4 separate regions of the Zea mays genome follow, and all the other regions are linked to region 1. Evidence: chromatin contacts called from public Hi-C data. All regions are on one chromosome and are shown on one strand. Each heading gives the region's core, a stretch centred on a gene start, on an enhancer-like site or on the middle of the called end of the contact. The rest is flanking DNA. Distances are from core to core; before and after follow the strand shown. Region 1 holds the start of LOC100277645. Region 2 holds the start of LOC103646546 (protein LAX PANICLE 2). Region 3 holds the start of LOC100272373 (Serine carboxypeptidase-like 46). Region 4 holds the start of LOC100502219.

Region 1 (3,761 bases), core at 916-3,415:
GACCTCGATCACCGTCTCATCCTTCTTGGACGATTTCTTTCTCTTCCTCTCACTGGCAGGCTCCTTTCCCTTCAGCTCCTGAGAGAAGGTCCGCAGCAGGCCCATAAGATGCTCGTTCCTGTGAGCTGGACTTGCACACCAAAGATCAAAGTGTCAAACTGTGAAAGTTTTATTTCTTGTGAGGGCCAAAATGAGTGAGGTCTTTCTGCACATCCATCAACTAACCATAATACTAGGAAAAGAGAGAGTACAGCATACAGGTACAAGTAGTTCAAAAAAAATTTGTAAGAAGATGCACTTCTAAATTCTAAGAAGCCAAATATTACAGAATCAGCAGAAACAAGTACCTGTGAGTATGACATCATCCATCCTGACGGATTTGCGACCGGCATGCTGTGCAAACAACTCTGCATCCTTTGCTAGCTGCTCTGGACATTGCACGGAAGATGTCAAATGGAACATTCATACATAATGTTCTCACAGACACAAATCTATGTAGATCCAAAGCCTCCCTCCCTCCCTCTCCCTCAAAAGAGGATTGGAAGCGTGCAATTTACAATAGCTACTAGCTAGTACAGTAAGTGCCATGCTTGACTATTGTTGCTTTTCAACTAACGCACAATGCATCTACTTCACAATCTCTAATCACTATAGTTATTCGCTCGCTAATTTGTGGCAATGCAAAAAAAAAAAAAAAATCTCCGCAAGAGGTCTAAGATACAAGATCTATGTGCTCAACAGTTGCTTTCTACCAGGATATATTGGGTCACTCCAACAGTATGAATGTATGATTTGTGAAGCTTGCACTTAGCAGACATAATGTGGGGCGACCTTCGATAAGTTTTGACGTCACTGAACTTCAACTCTACTAGGTTGAGAAAAACAACCCCCTTTCCCTAAAAGCTATCATATAAGGGAATGAGATGAAAAAGACAGCTTCAGCATATCTCCTTTCTCAATCCCCTTTCCAGCTTTTCCTAATTTTTTTCTCAATCCCTCAAATAGATGGGAGCAAGCAGCATTTTTCTTCATCCCCTTTCCTTCCCCCTTTTGTGGGCTCACACTGGCCATTCTTGCCATCGCCACGTTGGGCAAGCGCGCACAGGCAACTGCCATGCTGCCACGGGCATGCGCGTAGGCCATGCTGGGATGTAGACAAACTTAGAAGAATGTGACTAAGAATGTAGACAAACTTAGAAGAATGTGACTACTGACTACTAACTCTTTGGTTGTAGTATCAAAACCCAGTGGACTATTGTTATAAGGAATTACTATCCTGTCGGTTTATCTCCACAAAAAAATGGGATGATGAGCTCTAACACAAGTATGACAACCTTTACAAATCAAAGCCTGATGGAGATCAAAAGTTGCAGGCACCCATAATTGGTCATTCGTGTTTTCTCCAGCACCAAGCATATATTCTACTAAACGCGTGCTAACTTAATGTAACTGAATCGCTCGTCTTTCAGCACATTTCTTCGTTTCAAGAACCATACTGTGCAAAATACTGAAACTAGTTCCTGTCTACTCCAAGCACTTGATTTCCCACAGAAACCAATTTTATTGGAGCAGTCAACTTGGCAACTCACAGGTGGAGATAAATTGTACTCGTAAGAGGTTCAGAATAGGATAGCACTTTGCAACCAATCAAAGAGAAATAACGTGCACAAGCGGTTACTGGTTACAGAAGGATAGGGTGCTGGGTGAAGGACCTGCGCTCTTGAACGCCAAGTCGGCGATGCAGGAAACAACGGGGTCGGCGACCGTCATTCCGGCCTTCTTTCCTGCGCAGATGCCGCATGCCAAGACGATGAACTTTTTTCCGGGCTCTTCAACTCCCAATAACGAAGGGAGGCGCGAGAGGATGCTACCATACCTTCGGCGGTGGCGATGCTGATGACGGCGAGGCGGAATCGGTCGCGGAGGATGTCGGCCTCGGCTTCGGCGGCCTCGTACCGCTCCACCTCAGCCTCGGCCTCGGCGGCTTCGTTGCGCTCGGCCTCGCCGCCGCTGTCGCCGGCGAGCGTCTCCATATCCATGTCTAGGTCGAGGTCCAGGTCCGGGTCCATGGTCCAGCCGCGGAGCTTCCACGAGACACACGAGCAGCAGCGAAGGCGGCTGGAGCGGTGTTTGCCGTTGTGGCGAACAGGAGAAATTTGCGATGGTGCCATTCTCAATGTTGGTAATATGTTATTATGTCTCTCGTGTCTATGATTGATGATGAGAATATATCTATCTATAATTTATGTATTCGATGGCATGCTACGAAATCCATAAATCATAATAACAAAATTGACAAATGTCTCGGCGAACAGACAGCGAGCCACGAGCCACGGCGAGATGGCAGGCAGCGTTTCTCATGGCACGGGCTGCTTCGTCCTCGTGTTTGGTCTGGGCCGCACATTGGGCTAAGAGATGGGGCCTTTGAAAGAAAGAAAAAAAAACCCAGATAGCACCGGAGCTCCTTTCTTTGCCATTTGTACTGGGCCACTCCTTTTCAGGACTAGAGCAACCTTTATAAACAAAAAACTCTTAACCATTTTAATTATGTAAGAAAATGTATTCGAATAAACTTTGAGTGTATTTTTTCACATTGTTGTATAACATAAGCCGAGTCCATGAAAAGTTCTTCCGAAGTCTCAAATTGGCTGGGTGTGCAGTGCGCTGTGCGCATATACACGTAGTTGTTCCCAACCGTTACCGTTTCGATAAAAAATATGCATCTTTGGATTGGACCCAGAGAGGGAGATTTAGTCAAAACCGCTCCTACTGGATACTTCCCTTTTCGCCTTTCATGGGAAGGGAATAACTTGAATTTTTTTTAAAAAAAAGAGAAATAAAGAAATAAAACACAATATATCACGCATCATCGTAATCTTAGTTAGTTATACTAATTATCCAAAATAAAGGGCGACAGAGAATCATGCAATAATAAACTAAAGAAGGCCACTATATGTGATATTCTTTGAGGCCTTTGCTTTACCTGTAGGCCTCAGGTGTACCCATCATTATCTATAGAACAAATCATCATCTCATCTGAATATTGGGAGGGACAGGGGGGCTTTTTTTCTATTTATATTTGCATATATCTTGCCATTTCCAAGTGATACCAGTAGTTAAGTCGAATTTGTTAGTGATCTACGGCTAATTTAAGCAAGCGAGCGTATGCTCAACAGCACCGGCGATGCATAATGTTGTCATTATATTAGCCATGCATAGTATAGATGGCCAAATGGGCCGTGCCTAACGGGCCGGCCCGAAGCACGGCCCGTTTAATAGTGCCGGGCCTGGCCCGGTACGAGAACCGTACCGTGCTTGAGCCGCTGTCTCGGCCCGCAGTGCCGGCCCGGCCCGGCACGATTATATATTTTTTATTTTATAAAACATAGTATATATATATTTACATTTTATATTAGCTATTTACAACAAACGCACTCGAGTTATACTGGTTAGTTTCCTTCAGTTAAGCGTTTCAGCCTCATAGAGTGAGATCGCGGGTTCAAATCCTCACAAAAACGCAGTTTTTTTGCTATTTCCTTGAATTAATGGGAGAACGTGACCCGTTAAACGGGCCGGCCCGGCACGACCACCAGGCCGGCCGGGCACGGCCCGATTAACCGTCGGGCCTGACGGGCCCGTGCCGGGCCGGGCCGCCCGTTTGGGTATCTCTAATGCATAGCTCGTTTTATGGGGCATGGGCATCAGCAAGCCATCATCCTTACGCAAGGCATAGGAGCGGCGTCATGTCATCGTCAGTCAGA
Region 2 (3,761 bases), core at 510-3,009, 480 kb after region 1:
TAATCCAAGCCTGCCCGCCAGATACTTGCTCAACAGCCGGACCGTCACCCTCGCGTCCCTACAAGAACATCACAATAAGGTCGATTAGTTATATTAGTACAAAGAATAATGAAAGAAATACATGCAGCTGCAGCGTATGATTTTTTTTTCTTTTTCAAATTTGTGACGCATGAACGACGAAGGGACGATAGAGCATTGACGAAACGTACACTAATCCAAATGCAGGCGGATGCCATGCTAGCTCTCGACTGATGCATCGAATGGATTTCAGATTAATTAAAGAACGGTACGTATGAGATGGGAAAATATAAATAGTACTTGATCCGTAGGTAGCTTCTCGGAATCTGAGGCAAGAATGGCTCCCTCCCCCTGCACGAACCAAACCAAAAGGAAAAAAATAAAAAAACCAGCAATGTTCCAAGTTAAATTTTGAGGGTGGGGAAAGAGCGAGTGAAAGAGGATAAATAATCGAGTTCAAAACAACGCCCAAAAGTAACAAGCGATTCAACGAAAAAATAAATGCTCGAGAACGCGCCACATTCTGCAGGGATTCATGGGATCCATCCACCGACGGTGGTGTCCGGAGGGATCGAGAGGGAGGAGAGAGGTGATATAGATGAACACAACAGCGCACATGAAATGCTCGCATGGTTGGTTACTACTAGTGCAACACTCACTGGTGCGGCGCGGCCTGGAGCGCGAACCAGACGCCGGCGACGGCCGACGGCGGCAGGACCACCCTGATGGCGTCGAGCCCGGAGGCGGCGCCGGGCGTGTAGAACGCGCGGTTCCCGAAGGGGACCAGCGGCGGCGCCACCGCGGAGGGGCTCCACGGCGGCAGCCAAGGAGGTCCCGCGCGCGGCACGGGCAGGGTTATCGACGCCTGCGGAATGCCGGGCGCGGCCTGGTGCAGGAATGGTCCCGGTGCCACGCCCATGCCCGGCCGTAGCGCCTCCGATGCCGTCCGCGTCTGCGGCTGCGACGACAGCAGCAACGGCGGCCCCGCCGCGCGGTCTGCGAAGACTAGGCCGGGCTGCGTTCCGCCGGCGCTGGGGGACGCCGGGGAGAGGCCGAGCCGGAGCCAGTCCCCGGCCCCGCCGTTGCTGCTGCTCCCGCTGCTGCCCGCGGCCTCCTGGTGGTGGACGCCGGCGGGTTGGAGCGGCCGCAGCGTCCGCTGCTGCTGCTCCCCGTAGGCGTGGGCGTGGCGGCGCGTGTCTTGGTCCGCCTGCCTCTCCTGCGGCGGCGGCGGAGGCTTGGTCGGCTCGCTGTGGTGCTTGTCGATGGGCTCCTGTGCCATGGGCGCCGTCGGCGTCACGCCGAGGCCTGCGGCGGCGGCGCAGGGCGTGGCATGTGCGTCGCGGGCGAGCGGCTGCAGGTTCCGAGCCGGGACCATCCGGGCTGCCGCCGGCTCATTCCATCCGCCCGGCCGACCCGGCTCGGCCGCCGCGCGCCTCGCTAGCTCCTGTGCACTCGCTCCTTTTTGGCGGTCCTTCCTTGCTGGGGGCGACCGGAGGCGGCTGACCGCGCGCGGACGCGACGACCGCTCGTGTGGATGTGGACTACAACAGGAGATGAGATGCGAGGGGAGAGAGAGAGAGCGAGCTGGAGAGAGGGGAGGAGCGGAAGAAGTTGCTAGAGGTGGAAGAGTGGAGGGAGCAGTAGCAGCATGGCACGGGGCAGCAAGGAGAGGAGGAGAGATGTTAGAGAGAGAAGACCTCGGAGGCGAGCACATATAGCTTCGACGCGGCAAGAGAGAGAGAAGGAGGGGAGAGCAGGATTTACTTTTGGGCCCCCCACCCCTGCGGGGACAAAAGGAACGGCAGGGGCCGTGCGTCCGAAGCCCAGAGCGCTGCAACGCAAAACCACCGTTCCTCAGGGTGTTTTTTGGAAGACGTGGAGGCCCGCGGGCTGGGGGGCTTACGTGGTAACACCATGATGTAGCCGCCCCGCCCGCGACCGGCGTTGCTTTCCCGGGTCGCGTCGTCTCCGGCGAGCCGCCCTGCGCTGCGCTGGTCGTACGGGACTTGTGCTTCCTTGCCTTGCTGGCTTTCGGCACGGCCAGCGGCGTGCGTGGCCGGCCGGAGCGCCGCTGCGGCGACGTGGCGGCGCTTCTGCAAATCCAACCACGACACGCTATTGCTGGACAAAAAATGTGTCTGCAAAGGAACAAACCTGTTTGGTTGTATTGAAGTGCCAAAAATTACTATAATTTTCTGTCACACTTACGTAAGATTAAGCACTCAAATTCTACATCACAACTGTAACATATCTAAGAAAATCTATCACACTTTTACAAGTTATTGATAAGTGAGACCTACACAACATTAGAAGGATTGGAGGAACAAATTAAAACAACGGTTGGAAGATGGCACACTAGGATTGAAAACGATTCGGTTACTGGAAAATTTTTCAGAATTTTACTAAAATTTAAGGCTAAACAAAAATGATTACTGAAAATATAGAAACGAAATCGGTAGAAAAAATTGAAAACAAAAACAATCTGTATCTCTTCCTATCGTTTTTCAAAAATTACCATGTTTATTGGATATTTTACCATGGAACCTAATGCTTAGAATAATATTAAATCTTTGTAAATTGATAATAAATATTGGTCTTAACTTAAAAAAATTGAAACTAATGTTATTAATTTTCTAAATCAAGATCTATCTAATGCTATATTGTTTATAGTTGTTTGAAACTTTTATAGATCTTATTTATAGTTTCTTTCTAATTCTTAATCTTGATACATATATTCATAATTTACACGAGGGCCTGAAAGATAAGGATGATACCCATTATGTTGACTTTCTAGCTATATGTATGTGTTTGTCACTTGTATTTCTGAGATATTGCTTTAATGTTTTGTGAGATATGCTTTAATATTCATGAATTTGTAAATATTTATATATTATTACTAATTTTTATGTGAATGTAAGACTTGTATGAATTTTTGAAGTCAATTAAGAGTACATGTTATGATTTTTACTGGTTATCGAACTTTCATTTTTGATGTTTCTGAATTATTGATGTCGTTTCCGTTTCCGGAGTTATTGTTTTCTATTTTATTTCCAAAAATATAAAAACTGTAATAATTTTCGTGTTTACCTTCATTTTCTCCCCTAACCATTAGGTCGCTACAATCTTGACAACGACAAATCCCCTGATTTTTAGGTTATATCATTAGTTTGGTATGGTTTTAATTTCTTTTCGGAACATTCTAGTTTTGCGAAAAAATCATTAATTTGTGGAGATTGGTAGGGACGACTTTCAAAAAACAGCTAAATCATGAAGTTTTCACAATGACAATTTGAATTCTAGTTTTTTGGGTTGGTGATTGTATTTTCCATCTAGAATCTTCAGCAAATATTTTAGCGCGTGCAAAAAAAAAAAGTTTCGTTCCCACCTTAGAAACTACTGGTCGGATTCACGTGGATTGTTACAGTTTTATTATATTATATAAATAGATTGTTTTAACAAAAAAACAAAATATTTGTTAGGTGAAATAAATGTGAAGTTAGTAACTAAGTTTTAAACTTCCACGTAAAGCGGGGAGGGGGAGAGAGAAGCTGACGTAAAACAACGATATAATTGAGAAAACTGGTGTTTCATATAGTAGAGAAAAAAAGATATACATAAGTGAAGTGATATGTACGATGAAACTAATAAAAATAGAAAAAATATTCTTCAATAACAGAACGTGAGTCTCCCAGCTAGAAGGTTGGAGCTCTATTTGACATGACCATGGTATATCTATGTGTCCG
Region 3 (3,761 bases), core at 342-2,841, 460 kb after region 1:
ACCGATCAAACCAGATCAACCACACAACAAACCGTATGGCCTCTTTATACCATGGTCTTAAAAGGACCTTTACGGTGGTAATACATGTACAGGTACTCCCTGTTTTTTATTTTTGCGGTCCTAGCGTGAATTCCCTTTCGCAAAGATAGTTTTGCCAACGGCCTTAGTAAAATATAAAGTTCTTTTAAAAAACAGTTTGCAAAAAAAAAAGACACGAAAAGATATGTTCAGTATGTAGTATGGACCTTCGTGCCCACCTCTTCTTTACACCATGTCTGGTACGTCGGTCCAACACGATCTGGTAAGCCGAGATCTAACTTTTAGCGTGACACGCAATATTGTTTTTGAGGCCATGCTATCAAGTATCAAAGTCGTGGCACATATCATACTCATGCAGTACACTTGTGTACATGACTGAAGTTGGTAAAAACAAATCTACTTAGGTCCCCTTTGGCAGGGCTCCTACTATTCTCAAAACAGGTTCGGCTATGGCTCCTCTGGCTTCTTGGCTTCTCTAGAAGAGTCAGAGCCGTTTTGCAATTCATTTGATAAAACAGCTTCTGACGAGGAGACGGTGGCAGAGGCTGTAATTTCGTAAAATATTATTGTGTGCCGGATAGAAGGAGCCGGCAGAAGCTTATTTTCTCGTGCTTCGGCTTCTAATAGCAAAAACGGCTCTGGCTCTTTGATGGCTCTCGGTGAGGAGCCGTTTTTTTTAAGACCGTTTGGTATGGCTTCACGAAGAGCCAGAAAAGGAGCCACCGAGAGAGCCCTGAGCGTTAGGTAATAGATCGAGATTATGATATAATAAACCATGGCCTGCTTAACGGTTTCTAGACATCTTGTCAAATGCCTTTTGCATTAAAATGGTGTTTCCATATGTGTTTCCTAAGGTTTACAAGCTTCGCCCCCAAATTTTTTTCTCTCTTTTTTTTAAAAAAGATCTTGTAGGAGTGTTTTCTCTGCTTCCTCTGTTTCAAATAAGCTTATTTGACGTCTACGGAAATGCAGTGACAAGTGCATGGAAACCTGAAACATTGCCCCTGGCGTGCACCCACCATGGTATGCCAAGATCAGGTCGCTGTTTACTGCAATGAGGCAATGAGCAAGAGGTAAAAAAACACAGCAAGCCTGCCGGAATCTATGAAACAGATTAGTGCACAACGAACACTAAACTACACACCATGTTGCCACTAAAAACAAATATAATAAGGTGTCGTAGGTGGACTGTAAAAGATGTTATGTCAGATTTATGTGACGCGGAAGGAAGAGAAACATAGAGAGAAGAAAATCGGGTTGTTCACGGGTAGCTAGTTGAAAGCGGATTGTTTACGGACTCAAGACAATTTACGATAGAAAAAATGGTAGACACATTATTGAATATAAATATTATAACATTAAAGGGTTATTATATCAGTATATATTTTTAGTTAGCTATATACGAAATGACAATATCATAGATTCCACTGTTAGCTATAATTACTCGTATTAAACTCTGAACGAAGATAACTTAAGCAAGCATGTCCACCCACTTCACCACCTACACATATCAGACCTATTTATTGCCATGTACTGTATCGGTTTCACTCTCACCGCCCTGTGCCTGCAGCTGCACCCTGCAGCGCTCACTCGCTCACTGACTCACTCCCCTCCCCTGGCCTCCTCCTCCTCCTCCTCTCTCTCTCTCCACTATCTCCCACAGCCGAACCAACATGCAGGGGCGCAGCAGGGACGCCGCCACCATTGCTGCAGCGGTGGCGTGCGCAGCTGTGCTGCTCCTCGGCGACGCCTGGAGCGTCTCGGCGCAGGCGGCGGCGGAGGAGGACAAGATAAGCGCCCTGCCGGGGCAGCCGCCGGTGGGCTTCGCACAGTACTCCGGTTACATCCCGGTGGACGCCGCGGGGAAGCGCTCCCTCTTCTACTACTTCGCCGAGGCGGAGGCGGATCCGGCGGCCAAGCCGCTCGTGCTCTGGCTCAATGGAGGTAAACTTCCACCTTGATTGTCGGCACAGCATACCTTTTGTCACTGCGCTGTGCATGCTGCTGCAGCATTATTGCCTGCTGCCTGTGTGGCTGTGCTGTGGATGGGGATGAAGGAGAAGGGGGGAGAATCCATGAAATAGCACTTGTTTGAGACGACGTTCACGAAATAGCATCCGATTTCAAGAAATTCATAGAATAGCACTTGTTTTACCAAATTAATTCAGAAAACAACACTCTATCTATATTTTGCATTCTTTTATTGCTTACCTCACATACAAATGGACCAAATTACCCCTATTTATCACAAACTTCTTTTTTATCTCTTATGTCCATAAGAACAACATAAATAAATAAAATATATAACTTCTATTTTTATAGTGTTTAATGGACCAAATATGTCTAATTTTAAAAGTTCGACGACCGAAGATACCTGGTTCTAAATTTAATAGTTAAATATAGACTTCTTCGTTCATAAAACATATGTGTCTATTTGTATGTTTAACACTATAAAAATAGAGGTTATATATTTTATTTATTTATGTTGTTCTTATGGACATAAGAGATAAAAAAAGAAGTTTGTGATAAATAGGGGTAATTTGGTCCATTTGTATGTGAGGTAAGCAATAAAAGAATGCAAAATATAGATAGAGTGTTGTTTTCTGAATTAATTTGGTAAAACAAGTGCTATTCTATGAATTACTTGAAATCGGATGCTATTTCGTGAACGCCGTCTCAAACAAGTGCTATTTCATGGATTCTCCCAGGAGAAGGGGGGAGAGCTCAGGTTTCAGTGCAAGTGCACCTGTGACCAAGTATTTTGTCTTGTTCAGTCCCTACTCCCAAAACAAACATTATAAAAAGGTCTAAATTTTTTTTCCCATAGTAACAGACATAAATAGAGAGCTAAAAGTGGGCTCGTGATTTAAAATTTTAAGAAACTATTCCAGTTGGACTTGTGAAAAATAAGAACATTTGCAAAATAGGAAAGCAAAAAAGGCTCCATAAACATCTTTAGTTCTTTATAGTGAGGCCGTGTAGGATGACTGGATGAGATCATCAGATTCCCTCTAGGATTCTTATCAGGATGACCTCCTTGTCCCCCTACTGTCCCTCTCTTTGTTTTGTTTTGTGTTCTGCTACCAACGCAATGTTTTGTTTGTTTTTCTTGGAGAGAGATTATGCTGAATGGTTCCCACATGCATGTGAGTGTAGGGCCTGGGTGCTCATCCGTGGGAGTGGGGGCGTTCTCAGAGAATGGGCCGTTCAGGCCTAGCGGCAATGCGCTAACGAGGAACGAGTACAGCTGGAACAAAGGTGAGCGTTTCTTCTTGTATGTTGCGGTAGCTATACCAAATGGTGTACGTGTACTACTACAATGGCTGGTGCAAAAAAAGAAGAAGGAGGACAGGAAATTAGGAAGTGTTAAAAACTCCCCTTTTGGTACCCCTGTTTGCTGTGTGTGTGTTTCAGAGGCCAATATGCTGTATCTGGAGAGCCCTGCAGGGGTTGGCTTTTCATACTCCACTGATCCTGCCTTCTATGAGGGTGTTGGTGACAGCATGACAGGTGAATCACAGATTATTTCTTTCTTTCTTTTCCACACTTGCAGACCCATATAATTCGTCTTTGGGTGTTTTGGATTTCTGAAGCCAGAGACAACTTGAAGTTCTTGCAAGGCTGGTTCGCCAGGTTCCCGCAGTACAAGGGCAGGGACCTGTATATCACAGGAGAGAGCTACGCTGGTGAGTAGAGCCATTTGGCTCCACTAGCATAGCACA
Region 4 (3,761 bases), core at 942-3,441, 270 kb after region 1:
AGGTCTAGATCCGTTCCTAGACGTTTTCTAATAGCTCCCGTGGGATTAGAGGAACAAACACACATGAAGATAGGAGTTTTAGTCGTCTGATCTAATTTAATCACGGACCATCCACGCATATGGGCATACCGTCTGCGGGCCGGACCGTCCAGATGGTGTTCAACGGTTCTATTATAAGGCATGAGCATGTTTGCTAGTAGTTTTGAAGCAAAGATAACGAAAAGAAGAAATCCGACTCTGTGAATAGCTGCGGAGGTTAAAATGATATCTTTCGCAAATTTTCGCCTAACCAGACTGAAATAATTTTTTGCACCCTGCACAAACTGAGACAATTGCCATTATGAAACAACAGACAAGCGGTTTCGACAAATTGGAGGCGTTGCCGATGGCTTCTATGTTTTGAAGACGCAGGCAACAGGCAAACTCCAAAATGGATACGAAACAGTCAATAGGAGCTGAGCAAACAGAGATTAGTCTCCTTTCGCCATTACCGTCGCCATGCTCACACGCCGTCTGCGTCGTATTCTTCTCTCCGTCGGGAGCTTGTGTGGGAAAGGGCGCATGAGGTACGGCGGCAGCAAGGCCGTGGCGTCCGCGGTGGAGCGCAGGGAGGACGGCGGGGAGAAGATGTGGTCGAAGCGGGTGCGGAGCGACGCGGCGGGCCCCCCGACCCTGACGCCAGCGCCGAAGGGCGGGGACGGGATGCCCGTGAACTCCTGCACCATGGCGCGGAAGTTGGAGGTGTCGGTAGTGAGCACCGTCGTGGGCGCCCGCCGCGACGCGCGCGTCCGCTTCCGTGACCCCCTCGGTGGCTGCGCGAGCGCGCCCTGCCCCGGCGCCGCCGCCGCCACCGTCGCGTCACCAGCCTTGTGGCGCCCGCCCGAGCCCGAGTCGGGTTGCGCGACGAGCGGGGACGAGGAGGAGGATAGCCACGGTCGCAAACCCCGATCCCGGCAAGAGTCAGCACGGACCTGACCATCGGAGGCGCGCCGGCGGCGGCGCGCGACGACGACGACTTCCCGTGCGCTCCTCCATCCACGGGTGCCAACAGGCAGAAGCCCGACGCCGAGCCGGCGGGGCTAGTGCTCTTCGGACGCACGATACTAACCGAGCAGCAGATGAACCGCAGCGGCGCAACCTCCCCAGCGGCGACCGGCAACAGCTCCACGTGCTGGAACGCCGAGAAGGGGCCCAACGCCTCGGAGGGCTCGGGGGGATCCGGCGTCATCCAGACCAGCCCGACCAAGGCCGCGTCGTCGGAGCGGCCGCCGTGGCTCGGGGGCGACGGCAGCCAGCAGCAGCAGGACTCCGCCGAGCTCGAGCTCGGCGGGCTGGAGCCCGGGCAGTGCAAGGTGTTCGTGGAGTCGGACACGGTGGGCCGCAACCTCGATCTCGCGGCGATGAACCCGTTGCCGTCGCGGTCGAAGATGTCGAAGAGCTTGCGGAGCTGGTCCTCGGAGTAAGGGGACCGGTCTTGGAGGAGGTCGGGGGCCACGAGCGCCACAAACTCGGAGAACTCGATGAGGCCGTTGGAGTTGGTGTCGGCACGGGTGATGAGCGCGTCGAGCTGGTCGGCGCTGGGCGTCAGGCCCAGGGACCGGAGCAAGGAGCCCAGCTCCGGCTGCGTCAGGCTGCCGTCGGCGTTGCGGTCGAAGGACCGGAAGATCTCCTGCAGCTCCGCCAGCTGGTCGTCGTCCAGCCGCGACTGATGCTGCTGCGATGCCTGGGTGATTGTCTCGGTCACGGAGCTGCCGCCCCGTCTGATGCTTGCCATGTCCGGCGACGGGGCAGCCAGACGCAGAGGAGACGCAAGAGCTGTCCGCGGAGCGGCGCAAGAGTTGTCCGCGGCGCAAAAGCTGTCCGCGACGGAGAGAAGAATACGACGCAGACGGCGTGTGAGCACGGCGACGGTAATGGCGAAAGGAGACTAATCTCTGTTTGCTCAGCTCCTATTGACTGTCTCGTATCTATTTTGGAGTTTGCCTGTTGCCTGCGTCTCCAAAACAGAGAAGCCATCGGCAACACCTCCAATTTGTCGAAACCGCTTGTCTGTTGTTTCATAACGGCAATTGTCTCGCACAAACTAGGGCCGTCGTTGGGCTAAGTGGGCTGTTACACGCGGGCAAAGACAAGAAAGAGAAAAAGCCCATGTTGGGAGGGGGTAACGTGCGACCCACTCCACCGATGCAGCGCAATAGCGCAAGCTCTCGCCGCCTTCCTCCTCTCCTTATCCTCCTGACCTCCTCTGACCTCTGCCCCCCCCTCCATTCCCATTTCCCACGCGGCAGGCAGCTAGCCCTACCTCTGGTCTCCTCTGCCACCTCCTCCCCTGCCACCTCCTCCCCTGCCTAGGGTGCGCCTTCCTCGCCGGACGCCGGCGCAGGGTCGGGACGCTTCCGCTGCCGCGCGTTCCACGACCCCTCTCTGGGAGACGAAACTCGGCGCCGTAATCTCCCCGTTCCCATTTCCCCGTCCGAATTTGTGAAGGGTGTCTGTCGGCGCGTCGTGGTTGGGAGTGAGGGCTTGTTGGATGTAATTGGTCCCACCGTCTCATTCCCTGGCTGACCCGCGCGGCGAAAACGCGGGTGCTTTCCTAGTGGGTAGCGCGGATGGCTGCTGTGGCGTCGCTTAGGCTAGATGTTGCCCACTGGAGGATGGTCCACTGATACGATTTAGAGCGCGTCTTGTGGCCTCAACCAGCAACCATATCTCTCGTCTCTGTTTCGTTGAACGGCGGTTATTTTTTTTTGGTGTGTGTGTGTGTGGTGGGGGGGTCGATGTGTGATTCTGTTTAGAGGAAATATGATCTGTTCGAGACATGTAAGCGTGTACGCCTGTGTCGGCACACAGAGGCTGTAGAGTCGTTTAGACGAAATATGATCTGTTCGAGACATGTAGTCGTTTCAGTATGGGGTTGTCATTTTTGTGATATTTACAGTTTTACTTTTCCTTTTGCAAATTTGCAGGGCTTGGTAGATACAGACCTGGGATTGCCTTTTCCTAGTTCAGCATGGAGGGCACTCTAGTTCAGTCTGCGGTTGTTCCAACCGTTTACAGAAGCAGCTCAGGTCGGTTCCGTGTGCGTGCAAGGGCCAGAACCAATGCTACAATGGTGCGAAATATGCCAACAAGGACTCTTACTCTTGGTGGTTTCCAAGGATTGCGTCAGACAAACTTTTTAGACACGAGGTCCGTGATCAAGCGTGACTTTGGATCGATCGTGGCAAGTCAGATTGCAAGACCGCGTGGATCAGCCTCAAGAGGGGTGGTTCGTGCCATGTTTGAGCGCTTCACTGAGAAAGCAATCAAGGTGATTATGCTTGCACAGGAGGAGGCAAGGCGCCTGGGACATAACTTTGTTGGGACAGAGCAGATTTTGCTGGGGCTTATTGGTGAGGGCACGGGTATTGCGGCGAAGGTTCTGAAGTCTATGGGAATCAATCTTAAGGATGCCCGAGTTGAAGTCGAGAAGATAATTGGACGTGGCAGTGGGTTTGTGGCTGTTGAAATCCCATTCACACCTCGTGCAAAACGTGTATTGGAATTGTCCCTTGAAGAAGCTCGTCAACTTGGTATTATCTTCACCTATCTGCACAGTTAGTTCATTCTGTGTTATTAGGTTTGTTTGGTTAATGTCTTCACCTATAGTTTTATCTGAATACTTTCTGTGGGCTTTGTTAGCACACCTTAATTTTAACAAATCAGTATAAATTCTAGTATTTTTAATTCCTGGTTGGCGTTGTGTTCTTCTTCACCATTTT

What was found. A called contact is a pair of places that touch in the nucleus more often than the background predicts.
Region 2: a Hi-C map of leaf mesophyll shows a contact between it and region 1, with 2.9 times the contacts expected there. The contact joins the promoter of LOC103646546 here to the promoter of LOC100277645 in region 1. A contact is called at or near these places in 2 of 25 Hi-C or Micro-C datasets (bundle sheath and leaf mesophyll).
Region 3: a contact with region 1 is called in a Hi-C map of ear, with 4 times the contacts expected there. The contact joins the promoter of LOC100272373 here to the promoter of LOC100277645 in region 1. A contact is called at or near these places in 3 of 25 Hi-C or Micro-C datasets (bundle sheath, ear and tassel).
Region 4: a Hi-C map of ear shows a contact between it and region 1, with 4 times the contacts expected there. The contact joins the promoter of LOC100502219 here to the promoter of LOC100277645 in region 1. A contact is called at or near these places in 5 of 25 Hi-C or Micro-C datasets (bundle sheath, ear, leaf and 1 more).

The regions. Positions count from the first base shown.
Region 1 is chr2:65,757,484-65,761,244 of Zm-B73-REFERENCE-NAM-5.0, forward strand. LOC100277645 reads right to left here and starts at 2,166. Exons shown (of 4, transcript NM_001374032.1): 1 at 1,877-2,166; 2 at 1,713-1,784; 3 at 348-428; 4 at 1-125. The coding sequence starts at 2,069.
Region 2 is chr2:66,235,225-66,238,985 of Zm-B73-REFERENCE-NAM-5.0, forward strand. LOC103646546 (protein LAX PANICLE 2) reads right to left here and starts at 1,760. Exons shown (of 4, transcript XM_008671270.4): 1 at 678-1,760; 2 at 319-369; 3 at 1-58. The coding sequence starts at 1,732.
Region 3 is chr2:66,214,827-66,218,587 of Zm-B73-REFERENCE-NAM-5.0, forward strand. It overlaps LOC100272373 (Serine carboxypeptidase-like 46), which reads left to right and starts at 1,592. Exons shown (of 8, transcript NM_001156555.2): 1 at 1,592-1,983; 2 at 3,196-3,297; 3 at 3,454-3,549; 4 at 3,633-3,725. The coding sequence starts at 1,713.
Region 4 is chr2:66,023,439-66,027,199 of Zm-B73-REFERENCE-NAM-5.0, forward strand. LOC100502219 reads left to right here and starts at 2,192. Exons shown (of 10, transcript NM_001363235.1): 1 at 2,192-2,446; 2 at 2,967-3,572. The coding sequence starts at 3,011.